Linked DNA regions of Rattus norvegicus: region 1 is linked to region 2. A link is a contact called in public Hi-C data. All regions are on one chromosome and are shown on one strand. The core of a region is the stretch at or near the end of the contact, and the rest is flanking DNA. Distances in the headings are between cores, read along the strand shown. Region 1 overlaps B3gnt2 (UDP-GlcNAc:betaGal beta-1,3-N-acetylglucosaminyltransferase 2). Region 2 has its middle 63 kb from the start of Rpl28l3.

Evidence for each region. Hi-C and Micro-C count contacts between places; a contact is called where the count stands out from the background.
Region 1: a Hi-C map of the A7r5 cell line shows a contact between it and region 2, with 2.3 times the contacts expected there. The contact joins two enhancer-like sites. A contact is called at or near these places in 3 of 12 Hi-C or Micro-C datasets (the A7r5 cell line, liver and prefrontal cortex).

What each region holds. Positions count from the first base shown.
Region 1 is chr14:101,004,993-101,011,948 of GRCr8, reverse strand. It overlaps B3gnt2 (UDP-GlcNAc:betaGal beta-1,3-N-acetylglucosaminyltransferase 2), which reads left to right. Exons shown (of 3, transcript NM_001107240.1): 3 at 1-2,267. The coding sequence ends at 936. Among named protein-coding and RNA genes, the nearest start is that of B3gnt2, 26 kb to the left of the region's middle. Within about 2 kb of position 5,603, at least 50 of the 93 cell types and tissues checked have an H3K27ac peak or open chromatin away from gene starts, as enhancers often do. A contact at or near this core is called in the A7r5 cell line, where this site is marked.
Region 2 is chr14:100,825,283-100,831,945 of GRCr8, reverse strand. No RefSeq gene overlaps it. Among named protein-coding and RNA genes, the nearest start is that of Rpl28l3, 63 kb to the right of the region's middle. Within about 2 kb of position 3,980, at least 61 of the 93 cell types and tissues checked have an H3K27ac peak or open chromatin away from gene starts, as enhancers often do. A contact at or near this core is called in the A7r5 cell line, where this site is marked.

The DNA of each region.
Region 1 (6,956 bases), core at 4,354-6,853, 180 kb before region 2:
TCTCCAAACACAAGTCACCTGAACTATTGTGAACCGGACTCGACAGTCATGACAGCTGTGACAGATTTTAATAATCTGCCGGACAGATTTAAAGACTTTCTCTTGTATTTGAGATGCCGAAATTACTCGCTGCTCATAGATCAACCGAAGAAGTGTGCAAAGAAGCCCTTCCTACTGTTGGCGATAAAGTCCCTCATTCCACATTTCGCCAGAAGGCAAGCAATTCGGGAATCTTGGGGCCGAGAGACCAATGTAGGGAACCAGACAGTGGTAAGGGTCTTCCTGTTGGGCAAGACACCCCCAGAGGACAACCACCCTGACCTCTCGGACATGCTGAAGTTCGAGAGTGAGAAGCACCAGGACATCCTCATGTGGAACTATAGAGACACATTCTTCAACCTGTCTCTCAAGGAAGTACTGTTTCTCAGGTGGGTGAGCACTTCCTGTCCAGACGCCGAGTTTGTCTTCAAGGGTGATGATGACGTGTTCGTGAACACCCATCACATCCTGAATTACTTGAATAGCTTATCCAAGAGCAAAGCCAAAGACTTGTTCATAGGTGACGTGATCCACAATGCTGGGCCCCATCGGGATAAGAAACTGAAGTACTACATCCCAGAAGTCTTCTACACTGGGGTCTACCCACCGTATGCAGGGGGCGGTGGGTTTCTGTACTCTGGCCCGCTGGCCTTGAGGCTTTACAATGTAACTGACCGGGTCCACCTCTACCCCATCGATGACGTTTATACTGGAATGTGCCTTCAGAAACTGGGCCTTGTTCCGGAGAAACACAAAGGCTTCAGGACATTTGATATTGAAGAGAAAAATAAGAAAAATATTTGTTCATATATAGATCTAATGTTAGTACACAGCAGGAAACCTCAAGAGATGATTGACATCTGGTCTCAGTTGCAAAGTCCTAATTTAAAATGCTAGAATACGCGTGAGCTACTCTTCACAGAAAGGCCTAGCCTGACTAGTTCCCATGGTGTGTTTCCACAGTAGGCAAGTTCTGTGTGAATCGTTAGCCTTCATGAGTAGGTAGCCCCCGGGCCTCCAAGTCCCCAGTCCCTCGCCTGTGACGAGGGAAAGAAAGCGGAGGAAGATAAATCACCGAGGCAGGGTGCGTGGTTACCGCCCTTCTCTGGCTGCCAGTCCTCAGTTTCTGCTTTTTCTTTCCTCCTCCAGAAGCTGACCGTGAAAATTTTTTGTTGTTGTTCTTGTATGTAGTGTGCTCCTGTTTCCGCTTTAAGGATGGATGGACAGATGCCAGATTATATAAACCAAGATTCCGTAGGACACGACCTGGTGGTTTTGTGCAACGGAATTCTATTTATTTTCGTAAGATTTTGATGGATTTTTAAAGTTGCCTAGAAAGTGGACCGACGTCAGCCCTCCCTGTCACCCGGCAGTATTGGCTTTTGTTACTAGAAACTGCTACTTTCTTCACACGAGAGAGGCCACGCAGCGCGCGTAGCTTCCGTGTGTTTGGTTTCCTGGGTGGCATCGTGGTAGTTAACCTAATTTTAGTATTTTGAAAATCGTGAGTGTGATTCCCTAATGGCCAACTAAAGACTGAGTAGCCTGACAGCCATACGGGTCTGTGCGTGTTCAGCGTGGGCCCTTGGAAGCGTTCGTGACTTCCGAACTGGAGAAGAGAAAATTTGCAGGCATTTTCCTAAGTGGTTTGTCAGCTTAAAACTCCCAGGTTCTATTCTTGCCATATTCTCTGTCCCATGTTCATTCCTTAGATAAAACTCTCCTGGGTAGCGGCGCCTCCCGATCTAAGTGGAGGTGCCAGTGTTTTTATTTATTGTTTAGATCAAAGACCAAAACATTTTCTTAAAAAAAAATATTTTGTGTAATGTTTTATTTGTATACAGTGTTGTTTGTGAAATATTTAACTAGAGCATGATTTTATTTTTTCCTCATTTTTTAATTAGTTCTTTGAGAATTTCATACAATGTTTTTTTTTTTTGATTGCATACACACCTCTCCCGTCTCCTCCCAGATACAGCACCTAGCATGATGTTTTAAATGTCAAGCTGTAACATGTTAAATAAAGTTAACTATTATTTTTGAATTATCGAATTTGGATCGGGGGGGGGGTATGAACTGCTAGAGAAAATAAAGTTCTGCCAAATTATCGCTGACTCTTCTCTTGTAACGTGCTCTCTTGAAATATTTTTTGTGCTTTAGAGGGTTCTCCTCTGTGCTACTGGGGACTGGGAAAAAAAGTGGAAATAAAGTAATTGTATTTTTTAATCGTCGTGTGTAGTGAGTGGTAGTCTTTCTGTCCTTGTTTTCCTGTGTTTTATGACATCCTCCCTGGGCTATCTTTCCCAGAAACCATTACAAGTACTCATTATATCAAGTATCAATCTGTCTCTGTGGGTTAGTCATCTCTAATCTCAAAAGCACTTCCCACTGGAGACACAAAATGCACTGTTTGTGTCTTCCTGATGGCTGCGCCATCCCGGCTTTTTTTGCTTCTTTTTGTTTTGAGGGGGTCTCTATGGGGTCTTGGCTGTCCTGGGGCTCAGTATGTTGACCAGGCTGGCCTGGAACTCCTAGAGCCGCTCCTCCCTCTACCTCCAGAGCCATGATGGAATTAATGACCCGCATTTCAGCTGTAAAGCACCTGGCACCCCAGCGCCTTTGCATCCCACATGTCTGCAAGAAGGACCCAGGCTTTCCAGCCGTGGCTTTGCACTTTCTTCCCTTCCTGTCAACTAGCACCTTCGTGCCCTTCCTCCAAGTCCTCCCTGAGACCGACTAAACCATTTTATTGACTTGCCCTGGACTGAGTAACCCTGGTCTGGAACACCCATGTCTGCTACCTTTCTCTATGAAAGGTATACAGAATAAAAACTCATACCCTGTCCTTGGTTTGGGTTGTCTGGGAACATGAGTGCATGGACTAGACATGGAGGGGGAAGGAGTGTGGCCAGAATTCTTAAAACAGATCCACTACTTAAGAGAGTGTTGGTTGAACCATGACAATTTTTTTTTTTGTTTTACTTAGTGGCTTAAGGTGGCCTTAAACTGTTACCCGACCCTACTGCCCCAGCTTTCAGATGCTGAGGTTTCAAGGTTGTGAAACCAGGCCTAGCTGTAGACATTTTTCTTTCCCCATTTTGGCCTTTTGAAAACATGTTCCAGGACCTGGGGTGTAGATCAGTAGGTAGAGAGCTTGCCTGTTATGCACAAGAGACCCGGAAGTAAACCCTAGGGCAACATAAACTTGGGGTGTAGTGGCACAGGCCTGTGTCCCAGCTCTCTCCAGCGGTAGAAGCAGGAATATTAGAGGGTCAGAGGCATCCTTTGGCCACATAGGTAGCTTCATGTTAGCCCAGGGTACATGAGGACATGCCCTGTTCACTTCCCATTCCACAAAACTCCCCAGCTATGTCTTGTTTTCTGAGGAGTCAATGTTTATGAGCTCATGTGAAAATGAATTAGTCCTGATAGAAAATGAATTAGTCCTGATAGTCTTTAATAGTTATTTCAAATTGGGTTGCTGTTATTTTTGTGGGAGAGAATACTAAGTGATCTTGGCATTTTATATGAAGAACTAGTTTGTGTAAAAATTCATAACAAGCCTAATTTTTTTTTGTCCTGTATGGTGTGTATGTGGACACACACATGTACCATGACACCAGAAGACAACTTCATGGAGTCCTCTCCTTCTACCTTTACATGGCTTCCAGAATCTGGCTCGGTTTTACCCACTGAGTGATTCCGTCGGCCCCTCAGGAAATGCTTTGTATTTAAAGGAAATGTACCCCAAGTTCAGCTTCCATGCTGAAAGGCTGCAGCTGGGTAGATCTCATCGAGTCTTCTGTGTTTTGTTTTTCAAGACATGGTTTTTCTGTTGCAGCTTTGGCTGACCCGCACAGAACTCACTCTGTAGACCAGGCTGGCCTCACTCAGAGATCAGCCTGCCTCTGCCTTCTAACTGGTGGGATTTAAGTGTGTCTTCCTTTACTTTCATTGATAAAGCAGGGTGGGAGCCCCTGGCTTTGATCTCAGTTTTGGAAGTGCCATCTACGCTCTAGAACTTGTTTCCTTCCCACCCTACAGACTGAGCTCAGGTTAGGGAGGAGCTCAGCGGGAACGCAGCTGAGCTTTACCATGACCCAGCAAGTGCGTGCGTGCGTGCGTGCGTGCGTGCGTGCGTGCGTGCGTTTCCAGGGGTCTGCTTCTTCACTCCGCTGCCCCCACACCGGGAGCTTCCTTGGAATGCCCTCTACGTCTTCTGACCGGTGTTCTCCCTTCCACCCCTAAACCGAGAGAACTCCAAGTCTTGGAGAAACTGGCGGTGCCATCTCCATTAGGCCCGAGCTCGAGTATCCTGGGGTCTTTTTACTGTAAGGGGAGGCAAACCCTCCGCTTACTTTCCTCAGCTGAAGTACTCACTCGTCATTGGTTCACAGCATCGACTACGCCACCTAGAAACTCTGCGGTGGTGATGTTCACTATCTGGAATCTTCGTTCCTCCGTTGACTCACTAATCCCGCTGACAGCCTTACCCTTGGATGCCTCATTTCTCCTTTGCTCCCCAGGGTTGTCTCTGGACACATGACACGTAACCATTTCTAGATCGTTTTTTAAAATACGCATTTCCTTTCGGTCAGTCTCATTGTTGAGTCTTCTGTCCTGAGAGGCTGTTAAACCAACAAGCCAACCTTCCACACGTACTCCTCACCCGCTGCCCAGCGTGGGTGACCTTACTTCCCAGTACTCCTAGGTGATAGATACCTCTGCAGAATGTCTGCGTTCTCCCTAAGTGCAGTGGGACTGAGGGGTCCCACATGTCTCTGCTGTGAGTTTTCTGGTATCATGAAGCCCAGCGGTGGCCTCTGACCCTGTCTCCATCCTGGCCAGTCCTGGCCAGCCCTCTCTTTCCAATGCCCTACAGCCAAGGAGCACTTGGTATGAAAATGGGAAGTGTCCATTTTAAAATAACTTGTCTGGCTTTCTCCTCCACTACCGTCTCCTCCTCTTTCCTCCTCCCCCACCCCCTCCTATTTTTGTTTTTTTTTAAGCCTGGAGATCCTCATCAATGCTAGGCAGGTATTCTACCACAAAAGCATAGGCCTACCCCTCCTTACCTTGAGAATGTTCTTACCTAGTAGGCAGGGGATGGGGTGCATGGGGATGGGGTGAGTGCCTTAGCTCTGCATAGCTCTGGACTAAGGCTACTGTCCCCTCAGATCAAGGCAAGAACTTGATCTCTAAGTTCTGTGTCACTTGGATGAGTCTGCATTCCTTTTTGACATGTAGGCGCCTGTCTGGTTAGGGTCAGCATCCACTATCCTCTGCAGTAGAAGAGCTGTGCCTCTTCTGACTGTCTGACAGAGACGCCCCAGAGCTGTCCCATCCCTGACTGTACTGTAGAGATGGCCATCTGCTTTTGTGTTACCCTGTTGATGACAACTGAATTGCCCAGGAAGGACCTCAACAGACTGTGTCTCCTCCATGCAGCTGTGCCACAGACCCCTGAGGATCCTCTGTAGCTCTCTCTCCAAGGGCTGGAGGCAGCTAGGGTCAGAATACCTTCTTCCGCGTTGCAAAACATGGTGCAGGACTGAGATGGGGATGAGCTTGTCTGTACTCGGCTGGGTAGAGAAGGGAAGTTGGAAATGTAGAGCTGTGCTGGCAGAACACAGGGCCAGCGAAGGGGAAGCTGTGGGAAACCTCCTACCTGGACAGAGACCCAGCACAGGCTCAGGCTCCGGCGCCCGCCCGCATTCCAAGCTGCGGCGAAGGCGCCCTCAGACTCTCTGGCGACGGGATCTGGCCTCCTGGCTGGTGGATTGGAGGAGCCCGGGCACACAGATATAAAGACAGTAATCAAATGTGGGCACACGTGAGCCGCTCGCATAGCAACAGTCTCACGTTCTTGTTTTTGTCTTGTGGGAAATGAGAAATGAGCGGCAGGCTTTGGAGGGTGCGTTACGGGGCTTAAACTCGGTGGGAAATGCCCGTATTTATCCCACCGCAAAAGCTTCAAGTGAGTCACCATAGAAGGAATGAAGGGGGGGTGGGGTGCTGGTGTACCGTCTGGAAGGCTAGGGAACTTACTCAGGGAGACCTGCCGGATCCAAGAATAAGACAAACAAGATGCAAAGCAGCCTCTTGGGGAGCCCTCTTCTCCTCAGTCGGCTCTCCAGCTGGGAGGGGCGCGGCTCTCTGGGAGGGGCGCGGCTCGCTTGAAGGCCGGCTCTACAGCTCCCAGAAGTGGGAGAAGGACTTCTGTAAGTGCTTAGCTCCTGCCCCCGCAGTTGGATACAAACTCAGCTCCAGGGATGATCCTGGCTGAGGACAAAGCAGATAAAAGCAAGGTCGCTCGCCGTACTGGCACTTGCTGTGAGGCCAGCCTGAGCTACCAAGCAAGACACTGTTTCAACAAAACAACAAAAACCACTCCTGTGGCATGCTTTTTTTTCTCTCTCAGAGTATAGAATAGAGTCTATTCAGGGTATGGGGAGGGGAGTTGAGAGGGTAATAGAGGCAGAGAAAGGCAGAGAGACAGACACAGAGAGAACATAGAGAAGTAGAATAGTAGAGGCCGGCCCTGAACACGTAGGGGTGAGGCGAGTGGGGAGAGAGCGGGAGCGAGAGAGCACCTGTGTCGTGTTTTAAAAATGTGTCAGAAAATTTAAAAGAATGTTTTATTTCACCCCAGGGCACCTTTTCATTGCCAGTAGACCAGTCCAGTGAGCTAAATATCGTAAATGTAAAATTTCCTCTTGTCTTTTTAACACGTGTGCGTGTGCCTCTGAGTGAAGGTTCCCACAGAGGCCAGGAGAGGCCATCATCCTCTAAAGCTGGAGTTACAAGCAGTTCCGAGCAACACAACATGGGTGCTGGGAACTGAACTGGCTCTTTGCAAGAAATGGTCTTTAAAATATATCAATAATGTTTATTTATCTTGCTATATGTCGCGTGTG
Region 2 (6,663 bases), core at 2,731-5,230:
TTGTGTTATTTTGGTTCAGGCTAAGGGTCTGCATCTAAGACCAGGCCACACCCTTACCAAGGGAAGATCTCCAGGAGTCATCTTCCAAGTCACCAATTGAATGGACTCTGAAGCTCCGTTGACTCCTTCGCGGAGGCCAGGTGGTAGTTGATCTACATTGTATGATGTCTTCAGGGTGTGCCTTGCTTCAGCAAATTTATTTTACAAAGCAACAGTTAACTCCATTCTGAGTGTGATGTCAGAGGCAGAGTCCGTCTGGATTACACTTGGGCACATAAATGCCAAGACCTTTCTTGAGCAAACTCTTAGGTGCTGACCAATAATTCATGGGTACAAACAAAAAGGCACCAACTATAAGCTCATCTAAGCAGGCTGGGAACCTGTGGGCGCATGAGTATATTAGAACCATGTCAGAAACCAGGCCCCAAAACTTAGGGAACATATCAGAACAACGCCAAGTTTGCAGTGGCCTTACTTTGTGGTGGATTGACTGAGGATGGCCCTCATGTATATAGTTCATATATTTAAATACTTGGTCCCCAGTTGCTGGAGCTGTTTAGAAAGGATGAAGAGGCGTGGCCTTGTTGGAGGAGGTGTGTCACTGGTTTTGAGGTTTCAGAAACCCATTCCCTTCCCAGTCAGCTCCGTCTTGGGGTTCTGTCTCGAGACATGAGCTCTCCGCTCTGCTCCAGCACCATGCATACCTACCTGCAGCCATGCTCCCTGCCGTGATGGTCACAGACTCTTAACTCTCTGAAGCTATAAGTCCCAAACAAACCCACTCTTCCGTAGGTTGCCTTAGTCATGGTGTCTTATCACAGCAATAGGAAAGTCGCCAAGACACACTTGGACCCCACAGAAAGGCAGTTAACACTGTGACCCGAACCCAACCATGTCTGCATCAAGGGACTGAGAAAGAACTCCCAAGTGTCCCCGTGGTTTCAGCTCTGCACGCTGCCCAGTGCCTGATGGGAAATTCTTAGATTACTATCCATCCGCCTACTTTTCTGTCTGTCTATTCAGATCTGGTGCCTTCCCCTCCACTGGAAGGTTCTGGAAGTCATATGAAGACTTCCTCCAACCATGTGTGTTAATATCTAACCCTGCATGGTGGCAGCTCTGGTTCTGGTCAGGCTCCTTTGGACACTGCAACTTCTTTAACCCTTTGGTAGCCATTCTGTAACACTGAGAACTTTGTTACTAAGTGGGGTAAAATCTGTGATCAGAATGCTAAGACTAATAGTTAGGACTGGCATTAAAGCCAGCCATGGTGGTATACAACATTTAGTTCCAGCACTCCCTTCTCATTCCCCCTCCCACATCCCTTCCTACCTCTCCCCCACCCCCTTTTCCACCCTCTTCAGAAGTCCTTTTTCTATTTGTATGTTTTATGTATATTTCTTATCCCCCTCCACCCTGCCCCCGGAGCCCACTGTGATTATGAGCGCACCTCAGGGGTTATTTACTTGAGCAAAGACAGTTTACCAAGCTGGAGACTGGTGGCACAGGGCGGCAGAGGCAGGTGGATCCCTGAGCTCAAAGCCAGCCAGCATGGGCTACAGAACATGTTCCAGGACATCCAAGACTATACTGAAAAAACCCTGTCTCAACCCCAGCTCCCCACCCCCCAAGTCAGGGGAAGGCAGATCACCAGGGTCACGATCCTCCTTCTTCCAATGACCCCACTAAGTCCCTTGAGCACCTTAGGAAAGGGTGGGGCTTTATCAGTGTAACATCCATCCATGCTGTAGTCAGCTGGTTTGATCTGGTGAAGGAAACAGCCAAGGCTGCTCTGAATCATGGGTGCAACAGACACATCCTGTCCAGAGGATAGCTGTTCACAGCATCCCTCCGGGATCTTACACCACTCGGGCCCCTGTAGACAGTCTTTGCTACCTTGTAGGCTTCCCCTGTCTCACCCCATCACTAAATAGGAGAGAAAGAAGGATAGAGGATACACACACACACACACACACACACACACACACACACAGAGAGAGAGAGAGAGGAGACAGAGAGACAGAGAGACAGAGAGACAGAGAGACAGAGACAGAGACAGACAGACAGAGAAGAGAGAGAGAGAGAAAGATATCCCAGATTTTCATTTTTTTCTGTCGTTTCCTCTTTGAGCATTACTACCAACAAACCGTGCCCAATCAGCCCTGAATGACCAACAACCCGTTTATCTACCCTCTAAAAAGTCCCCAGAACTCCAAATGTCACACAATCTCAAAAACTATCAGCAGCTGACAAAACCATGCCTCTCTGGAGCACGGAGCACATCATAGTCAGTTGCTGCCCCATATCACCATGCTTGGAATTAAAACAAAAGCATATTCTTATAATATTTCTGGGTTTTAAAAAGAACCCAAAATCCCAGAATTCTCAGCACACACCCCCTCTTCTGCACTCTTCCCTGAGCCTTGTGGTAAGGGTAGGGGTGGGCGGGTGACATAGATTTCCCATTTTGGGCTGAGCACTCAAGCAGGCACAGTTGAGCTCTGCAGTGACCGTTGCCCACTGCGGACAAGCATCAGAGACATTTCTTCGGTGACAACTAGAAGGCTACTATTGTCATCTAGGGATTAGAAGCCAGAGATGTGGCTTCTTAAGTCATTCAGAAGCACCAGAGACACTCACTGCCTCACAACTGGGTAGGACTCGGTCTGAAGTGCCCACGTAACCTCCCGGCCATTTGGTTCCTGTAAGAGGGTCGGTCTTTTGTCCTGGGGCGGGGTGTGGGGTGCACATCTTCACTGAGGAGGCCACACAGATCAGTGTGTGCTGCATCCACGAAGTTCTTGGAAATACCGCAAGAATGTCGAGGCTTGCACAGAGCTCACTGGCATTGTCTTGTAACAGACTTGGTCCTGTCTTGTCATCCTCACGAGCCAGACTTTGTGCTATTAATTATCCAGATTTTACAGACTGGGGAGCGGAGATGACAGTTCCTGAGTTCATAAAGCTCTCAAATGGAAGCTGGGTTTCTAGCCTGCCCAAACAGTGAGAGACACAGTTAAGCAAGATAAGAAAGGTAAGTTCTCAGAAGAGCTAGCTGCAAGCCAGCTGGACTGTGCTCTTGTCTGGGGACAAGGGCATTTGAGCCCCCTCTCTCCACGGCACGGCACGGTGGCAGCCAGTCTCTGAGAGCCAGATGTCTTGACCTTTTTGAAGATGCAAAAGAGTAGAGCGGAGAGAGAAGGGTGTTCATTTCAGCCCAGAGATAGCTGGGGTAGAGACGGCAGCAGAATGAGGACTTTATATTATTTATTACGATGAAGAATGGCAGGCCTGTGTCTAAGCCATAAATACCCTCCTTTGATCTGTGCACATCAGAGCTAAGTGAGTCACTCTCCGGCCTCGGGAATTGATGACTGCCCTAATCATCACCCTGAATGACCTTCTAGCTTGAACACTGCTCATGCTCCCCGAAGCTTGACTGTGTCAGGGTTAGACTGGGTCTTGGAAGAGGGGAAGTGAGCCTGAAGTGGGGGGAGCACCCATAATTCCTGGGGGTGTGGTTTATTTTCCTTTCCCAACCTCTGTTTGGAGATGGTTACTGGTTCCCATTCCTGAGGCCAGCAAACAGCTAGAACCAGACCACCGCCTTCAAACCCAAGCACTAAGACCCGGGAAAGGGAAGCCCCCAGCTGTTAGCACAGTCTCTGACGCTCCTTTTGTCCTCTTGTTTTAGTAATCTTGCTCCATCCCTGGGAATTTGTTCCCCAACCACAAAATATCATCAGCGCCACCCACAGTCTCAAAGGTGTCACACGATTTTTTTTTAGGCCAAAGGCCATGGAACCCCAAGGGGAGACCCCTCTGTTGATAGTTTCTCAGCGTCAGACCCAAGGGTAGGAAGGGGCTGCAGAGATGGGTCTATATTAGGGATTCAAGGTGGATGTCGGGGCAGGGGAGGGAGCCGATCCCTGACGTTCCTGTGCGTGCTGCTTTTCAGGCTGGGAGCAGCAGGGCTCTGGGCTTTGAGCCAGAGAGAAGACAGACCTAATGGATCCTGTCAGATGTCTTGTGCAACGCATCCTGCTTGGCGTCTTCTCTTTCGGAACTTCTGGAAAGGCTTATTTTTATAGCGTTCCTTAACGTTAAGTGTACTGGAGGAAAGAGAGGAGGAGAGAAGGAGGAAGGAAGAAAGAAGGAGGAAGGAAGAGAGGAGGAGGAGGGGAAGGAGGGCTGACGAATGAGTATTTTCTGATACCAGACTGCTTTCCAGAGAAAATACACTGAGCAATGGTGCCATCCTGTGGCGCCACGTAGGAATTGCAACCCCCATGTGGTGTACTGGCCTATTTTAACTGAAGGTATAAGGAAGCAAGCAGTTCTTGCTTCTACATTAGGCGATTATAACTCCATTCTTGGTATATTCTTCCACATAATTATCTCAGGGAAATAACTAGGGTTTGGTGCTTGAGTTAGCCTTAAACGTAAGATTCATTCACACATTCAGTAAATATTTACTAGAATTTAACGTGAAAGCATTTTCCTAAGACCCTGGAACCCAACTGTAAGTAAAAATACACATTCTTGCACTTGGTGTTTTAGCTGGAGGGACAAGTATTCTTACCAGAGTTGTTTGGGTCACAGCTTGGCAGTCCAGCAACTTAGGCGTGGTCACCCCCCTCCACAGGCCAATCAGAGCCTCGAATAACAGCAAGAAGCAGATAGAGAAAGATGTATTCAGTGTGGACACACCAGGAAGAGAAACACAGAGCTCCCATAGCTCCCAAGCGCACTGTGGGGTCCTGACATGAAGTTCAGGCTTAGTAAGAGGACCAGCAGCACGCACTCCGCACTTCGGAGCAGTCCTCAGCAATGTGTGGCCCCGCCCTTCACCGCTCCCATCTGTCAAGAGATGTGTGAACCGGCATTCTGGGACCCAAGTTCCCTTCGGCCTTCATCCTTTCTTTCTCTCAGCATGACAATTTTGGGGGATTCCAATTTCCTGGGGGGGGTGTCATCATTTCACTATGTTAGATAGGGGTGAGGTGGGGTAGAAATGTCTAGAAGAGCTTCACCGTCAGGGGCTGGAGATGTAACTTAGCTTGCAGAGTGCTTGCGTGGCATGCAGGAGGCCCCGGGTTCAACCCTGAAGACTGCAGAAACTACGAACTGTGTCCTAGCACGTGCCCAGAATCCCAGCACCTTGGTGTTGGAGGCAAAACCATCAGAGAAGTTGAAGGTCTTCTTCAACTAGGGAGTTTGAGGTGGGCTTGGGATGCATGGGACCCTGTCCCAAAATAAAGAAACAAACAAATAAAATAGAATATCTTTGTTCCTGATAGGATGGTTACCATTTAGACGAAATAAACCGTAATGGGGGTGATAACATGTATAACGTTAGGAAATAAGGCAGGGGCCAAAGCCTTTCAGACAGGGTAATGGATCAAACACAGGTTTTCCTGAGATCGTGGCATTTGTGCAGAGGCCCGAGAAAACCGAGAGAACACGCCAAGGGGACATGTGAGTGAGGGCAGCCCAGCTCTGGGCAGTAACTCCAGGGTGAGTTAGCAGCCAACCAGGTGGGCTGGGGGCTAGGCTGATGATCTTTCTCTCACTAGCGCCTAAAGCTTCCCCCAGCCCCCAAAATTCCCTAGCAGAGCTTGCAGGAAGTCATTCTGGATTCTCAGGACCTACGGCCTGAGATGCTGACTTTGGACACCGGAAACCCCAATGCACGTTGGCCTTCCTTCTGTGTCCTGTGCTTATTCTACAAGCCTGCCTTTGCTTACACTGAAGGCCCCGGATCCTCATCTGAATGTCTCACTGCGCCAGCCAAGTTAAAAAAAAAATTCCTGAAGCAATTCTTTCAAAATATAATCCCACGTAGAAATCTAGCTAACGGCCAGTTCCTGGCAGCCCATTCAGCGCCTCTCAAGCTCGTTGCTGTCAACAGACATTTTCCAGGCTTGCTTCCCAGGCATCACCCGGAGCACCGCGCGGGGGCGGGCTGCAGGCAGACCGGTGCCATTTTCCCCAGGGCTCGGCTTCTGCAGTCAGGAAGTGCGTGGCTTACGGCTGGAATTGTTCCGAGCCAGATCGCTATCTCCGCTGTTTGGCACACGAATCCTGGAGTGTGAGCTAAGCACTTCCTGAGCGGCCTGTGGGTAGATGAGGGGACTGGTCTCAGCAGGTTAAAAACCTGCAACAAAAAAAATCTGAGAGCTGCGGCTACATCCACCACGCCCATTTTAGCCCCGAGCCGCAGAGCCTGGGCAGTTTTTTCCAGACAGCATTTGGAAAGCCAAGCTCAAATGACCTCTGCTGAACTAATAATAACAATAATGATAGTGGGGGGTGGAGAGAAAGAAATAAATTAGGCAAATCCAGAAAATTCCATGTGGGCGTTGTTAGGTCACGGCTTCTCTGTGGATCTAAGGCTCTTCTGACTGCAGCGGCTACCTTTTTTGGGCTTGTTCCTGACAGGAAAAGCTGGGATGTTCCATCCAAGAGGAAGTCATCTAAAGAGAAGGACAACTTGTTCCTTGTAACCTTCAGTGTTGGACAACTTCAGCTGAAGGCAGCCGTGTGCCCCTGCTCTTCTCGGCTCTTGCAGAGCTGTCTCTTGTCTAGAGGGACTTGTTCTGACTGATGCTGTCACGTGACTTGTGTCACTGCCTGAGCCCGGGGAGAGGCAATGCGGAGCCG